2 separate regions of the Zea mays genome follow, and region 1 is linked to region 2. The links are chromatin contacts, called in public Hi-C maps. All regions are on one chromosome and are shown on one strand. The core of a region is the stretch at or near the end of the contact, and the rest is flanking DNA. Distances in the headings are between cores, read along the strand shown.

Region 1 (2,952 bases), core at 229-2,728, 160 kb after region 2:
CAACTGCATCTCAGAGCAGATCACTTCAGGCAATCCGGCGTTGGCCAACAACGAGGTGCCGACCAAAGAAACACTTGAGGGGATTGCTCAGTACCTTCTTGGTGACACACAAGGCCCACCGGTTTCTGCTTCAGACGAGAGATCACTGATGGCCAGGGTGGACTCCCTCTGCTGTTTGATTCAGAAAGACACAGTGCCGGTTACCAAACCAAAACCTGAGCCAAATGACAGCGACAGCATCGGTGTTGAAGCCTCGGATGGTTCCGACGAAGAATTCAGCTCTGCACCAACTGGGAAACCTACAGATGCCACCAATCTACCAGCCATGTCAAGAAAGGATTCGTTTGGGGAGCTGCTGACTAACCTCCCCCGCATTGCCTCGCTACCACAGTTCCTCTTCAAGATACCAGAGGGTACAGAGAACTGAAGCTGGAAGTCAAGACCTCGCGCCCTTATGCTGTAAAGATTGTACCCAAGCAATAAGAAATCCGGTAGGTTGTATTCTGGTGCACCAGTTCCCCGCCCTGTAAATGTGACACTCGGTAGGTTGCCCCAGCTGTGTGTTTCGCGACTGAAATGGGTAGTGGAAAAATTGAGATGTTCGTTGGTTCTTTTAACTCAATCGTGTCCCACGCAAAACTTCTGAGCTTAATTTTCAGGCGGCACCTCCACTGGTACCCTGTATGTTCCTGATTGACGTGTATATAAAGGTTGTTTCGATCTGTCATGAACGTAAGGTTTTCAGATTGACATGTTCCAGATTGACGTGAATGTAATGTTTTCATCTGTCATAACTCATAACCACTCAGTTTCGTTGTTAATTTTGTGCCATAACTCAAACACTCGGTCCCGTTTTTAGTTTTGGGTCTGTTAGGTTGGCTTTTAATTTTTACGCGACTATAATCATGTCAAACCAAAATAGACCGTGGCTTGGTGTGCACGTGATGGGCTGATGGCGTTGGCGTGCCGGGCCGTGCCGCGCTCCACCCAACATAATCACACGATCCGCACCCAAGACCAAACACATCATCATGCTAGTTCCTCACCTGCAACTGCAAGTCTGTCACCCCGCTCACGGGACCAGATCGCAGTGTTGTATACGCTATATATTTCGCGGCATAGTTGCGTAGCTACAGTATTTCATCAATTATATTTATAGCGCGTGCAAATCGTTATGATACTAGTATTGACCATAGCAAGAAATCGTGTGTTATATAAAGGAAAAAATATAATAGTGGAATTAGAATGAATAAAATATGTATTAATAGTTGATATAGAAGGAATATATATATAGCGGTAGTGTGGAAAATTATAATATAAAGTAAGGAATCTTGACGACTAAAGGATTATAGATCAAAGATATGGCACTGAGGATAGCCTCACGGGCGGCGGCTCGCGTGTCCCGCCAGCTAGCCGCACACTTTCCTCTCTTTCAGTTTCGCTTCGCAGACTTCGCTTGCGCTTCACCCAACCTTAACCGCAACGGTTCCCGTGCGGAGTTTTTATTATGAATGAATGAATACGAATTCAGAGCACGAGCGCCGTTGATTGGCCGCTACTAGTACTACCAGCTAGGCCACTGCTCCTCTGCTACCCGCTAACCTCGCGCCGGAGTCGTCGCCCACGATGGCCTACCGATCCGCAGTGCTCTTGCCCGCCCTCCTACTGGCCGTCGCCGTCGTCGTGGCCTCCGCCGCCGCCGGGGACGGGAGGTGGCGGGAGGAGCAGGCGCGGGACCGGGTGCCGCGGGTGCCGGGGCAGGCCTTCAACACCAGCTTCGCGCAGTACGCCGGGTACGTGACCGTCAGCGAGCAGCGCGGCGCTGCGCTCTTCTACTGGTTCTTTGAGGCCGAGAAGGACCCGGGGTCCAAGCCCCTCGTGCTCTGGCTCAACGGAGGTGCGTGCGCTACCTACCTACGTACCCATACCTTATCACCCGCCCGCCTGCTGCGTGCTTCGCTTCGCGATCCGTTTCGTACTGTGATGACTGTTTGGGTCTGATGGGTACTTGGGGGAGATCTGTGGACTAATCATCTGATTGAGGTTGCGGGGGATCGGGCAACCAAGGATTTTCGGACTTCGGTGTAGGTGACCTGTGGTCTCCAGCTTGTTTTTTAACAGGGGAGCCGAGAGTGATGCCTTGCGTGCGCTGTGTGTACATGCACAGATGCTTGTGGTACCCTCATTCTTGCCAGGACTAGGATTTAGCTTGGGGGCCGTAAGTTTAGATCAAGTATTAAATATACTCTAATTACAAAACTAATTACATCGATCAAGATTAAACTTTAATAGAAAAAGAGAGAGACGAGGATTAAACGACAAGACAAATCTGTTAAAACTAATTAGTCCATGATTCACTCATGTGATGCTACAATAAACATTTACTTATCATATGTTCATTTGTGTAATTAGACTACATTTAAACATCCTATGTGATACTAACTAAACTTTAGTAAAGGGGTATCCATTGTCTGGATAGCTCTTTTAATTTTCACCCAACTCTCTCTCTGAATGACGACTGTGCAAGCATGCAAGCAAGTTGGATCTCTAGATCGTGATCTAATTTGTCGTTTTTTAATAAAGCTACATGAGTTGGTGGTCGTGAGCATTAGATTTAAGCTATATATAAGTAGAACTTTTTTTTTCTCAAACACGCAGGAGACCTGCTTATCATTTCATAAATAGAAGAAAACAGAAAGAAAAAGGACAGGTCCACAGCCCACACACCCGAAAGCTAACAACATGGAAAGGCCCTTGGCCCCAGCCATACACCACAGAGTGTGGTCGTCGTCGGCCAACCCTAACACACTATACAAATTAGGAGAGATCCCCTTGAAGACGCAATCGTTGCGGTGTTGCCAAATATCCCAAGCTCCAAGGATCACCAGCGAATTGAAACCAATCTTGCGAGGACCATCACCTAGATCGACAGAGCTGCTCCACCATATATAA
Region 2 (3,116 bases), core at 309-2,808:
CGCAAGCATCTATAGTAACATCAGCTATCGCCACGCTAGCGCTTCCGGTCATCAATGCCAACAAAGCGAACAATGCATGAAGCTTGCTGTGGAGAGCGAGTATAAGCATTGCAATCACTCCGATGAAGCCTGCATACTCCTCAAAAACAGGGAGGGAACAAAACAAACAAAATACTCATTTTCTATTTATGCTTTTACTAAATGAAGCTTATTCTCCTATCAAGAGAATAGTAGTAGTAGTATGAATGCCATTGTTAGCGAACAATGGCTCATTTTGGCTTATGCTGTTTGCTGCAAAGCTTGTTTTTTCAAAATAAATGCACCTACACAGTCACATTGATTCCTTCCTACTAGCTATTTGGTACTCCTCCATGCAGTTAATGAATCAAAATTAAGATGTACTGAACTAATCATCATTTTAAAACAAGTTTTTTTAATGATTTAGTTTGGATCTTATGCTGCACCTACTAGATGTAAAGTCAACTAGTGCATAGCCATTAGCTAATAGGCATGTTTGATGCTCATTGCCGTTGACACGTTTTGTCACTACTTTTCAGGATTACGAGTCATCTAACTTTACTTGCACTCCTACATTTCCGCAAGATATTTTTCAGTCCTAAAGTTCCTACCAAATTGAACGAGGAACACTGGTTTTCCAGAAATCAGGACCCAGGAGCGTCTCTAACCAAAAACCAACACATGCTCCTCACCTGCAAGAATAAAGTAGGGCCGGCGGCGGTATCCGGCAACGGGGAGCACGTCGGTGAGCAGGCCCCAGAGCGGCTTGACCATCCAGGGGATGGACGTGACGCCCTGGTACACCTGCGCCACCGACGGCTGCACCCGCTGCACGTCCTTCCAGTAGTAGTCGGACGCGACGCGCGAGATGCCGCCACCGAGGCCCTGGCTGATGCCGTACGTGGCCACCACGCCGAAGACGAAGCTCCAGTGCAGTTCCCTGGCCAGCATCCGGAACCACGCCACCGGCGACGTTGGGGGGCTGCCGTGGCCATGGCCGTCGCCCTCGGCCACCTTAGCTGGCGATCCCGGGGCCTCCTCGATGAAGACATTGGTGTCCCTCTCCTTGTCCTCGGCGAGGTCGGGGGCCGGCTGCGGCGACATTTCCGTGGTCGCTTGTGCTGTCGCGCGCGAGATCTCCTATGGCCCGCAGCCCGCTAGGAGACTGCAACAGAGCTCGGATTTCTTCACTGGGCTTTACCGAACCTCTCCATGATCCGGATAATGGATGCTCGATGCTCCAGGCACAGATTTGGGGTTTCTTGGATTCTACGCACTGTGGGAAGCGACAGCAAGATCGGAGCTGGGTGAGGTAGGTGCGTCTGTATCGTATCGATCCAGAAAGTCTTGAAAAAACCAAGAGAGTGTCAAGCTAACCGCTCCTGAAGGTATCAATCAGATCAAAAGTTTGCTCGAACCTTTTGTTACAATCTGAACTTGGGATAAACTGGCAAAAGAAATGGAGAAAAATGTCAAGAAAAATTTTTGGCAGGCGAATGGTGCCCAATGGCTTCCAAAAACACACCACTGGGCATCGAGACATGAATGGGGTTAGCTGCAGACATCAGGTACAAGTGGACTATAAACAAGAACAGCGTGAAGTAAAAAAAGTTGCACGAGATCGAAGTCCTAAGAAATTGGGAGATTCCTTCGGCAGGTTAGCCGTTTGACCTTTTGTTTAATTGGTTTTAAAAACGGTGAGCTGGCTCGCTAGCTGACAGCAGCATGGACAAAGAGTGCCTGTCGTGTGGGCCCCTGATACCGGGCCAGCCTTGTGCGGTGGGTCGTGTACTAGTGCAGTTGGGTAGCCTTGCTGCGTGACGTCAGAGTGGTACGAGTACGACAGGGATAGTTAGCTAATCGGCTAGAGCATCTCCAGCAAAATTCCTGCTTAACACTATACTGTCGCTGTTTGGCATAGTTCTGGAGCGGAACTCCAACCCGGTTACCCGCACTAATGACTAATTTGGTGACAAGAGGATCACGGGAGGATTGGAGAGGATTGAGGGGGAAATAAACTAATTTCCCCCTCAATTCCCTCTGATCCCCCCGTGATCCCTTCTCACCAAATCAGTCCAAACACTTCGGCTTTAAACAAAAAACTCTACATAGTTTCTAAAACTATAGTAAAAAACCGGAGTGCCTTTTTACCTACTTCAAAAACAACTAAAAACAAACTAGACATAAAGCTTACAAGTATATTTACATGATTGATTCTTTCTTTCTCCTGTAACCTTTCTCTTCTCCTCCTCGCACTTTCTCCCTCCGTCGTCAACCACGCCTCCTCCCATGCATGTCGCCAGTCGCGCCTCCTCCCTCTATCCACGGGGCATCGTGGGTCCTCCCTCCACCGCCTGCCGTGCCTCTTCCTCGCTCCGCTGACAAGCGTGCCTCCTCCTTTGCACGCTAGCCGATACGGTTCCTCCTCCTCTGCCGATCATCGCAAGTCGTCCTCTGCCTACCGGCCGCTACGTCTCCTTGCCCACCGAGGTTGTCGCCCAAGCTTGCCCGAGCATCGCCATGCTTTGGATAACATGATTGAAGATACAAGAGACTGACAAGTGGGATCATTCAACCAAGGGAAAAGATGTACTTTCGCTTGTAAAATCTTATTCCTAGAGCTAGGAACCCTTTTCTACCCAAACACAACTAAAACTCCATAATAAATTTGCTCCATCCATCCTAGAATTTTTTAGTAGAGCTACTCCATGGAGGAGCATAGTCATTCCAAATAGACCCTAATAATATAGATGACAAAGTAAAATTATAGCTATTAGATATAAGTGATCAGATAAAAAAACAACTATTAAAGCATCCAAATTTAGAAATTAAAATGGACAACCAAATCCTCTTTTTAACACATATTTCTAGGGCTAGTTTAAAAACTCAAATCTCCTTGGTTCTCGGACAAGCATCTAAATTATGGTTTCATCTATTTTTTCGTGTTCCCCATCTCAATGTTGTATGACTCCCTCAACGGCATGTGCCTCCCTTCTCTCATAGTGCTTCTTGTCATGGCGCACACTCGCTTATTTGACACTTCTATTTTTGATGATGTGACTCCGAAGTCAGCACAACTCCCTCCTCTCATAGCACGA

What was found. Hi-C and Micro-C count contacts between places; a contact is called where the count stands out from the background.
Region 1: a Hi-C map of leaf shows a contact between it and region 2, with 2.2 times the contacts expected there. The contact joins the promoter of LOC100279978 here to the promoter of LOC100383245 in region 2. A contact is called at or near these places in 6 of 25 Hi-C or Micro-C datasets (ear, endosperm, leaf and 1 more).

The regions. Positions count from the first base shown.
Region 1 is chr9:13,943,205-13,946,156 of Zm-B73-REFERENCE-NAM-5.0, forward strand. LOC100279978 (Serine carboxypeptidase K10B2.2) reads left to right here and starts at 1,479. Exons shown (of 10, transcript NM_001152926.1): 1 at 1,479-1,897. The coding sequence starts at 1,627. It overlaps LOC100275680, which reads left to right. Exons shown (of 6, transcript NM_001149708.2): 6 at 1-792. The coding sequence ends at 427.
Region 2 is chr9:13,786,180-13,789,295 of Zm-B73-REFERENCE-NAM-5.0, forward strand. It overlaps LOC100383245, which reads right to left and starts at 1,559. Exons shown (of 5, transcript NM_001361976.1): 1 at 711-1,559; 2 at 1-129. The coding sequence starts at 1,122.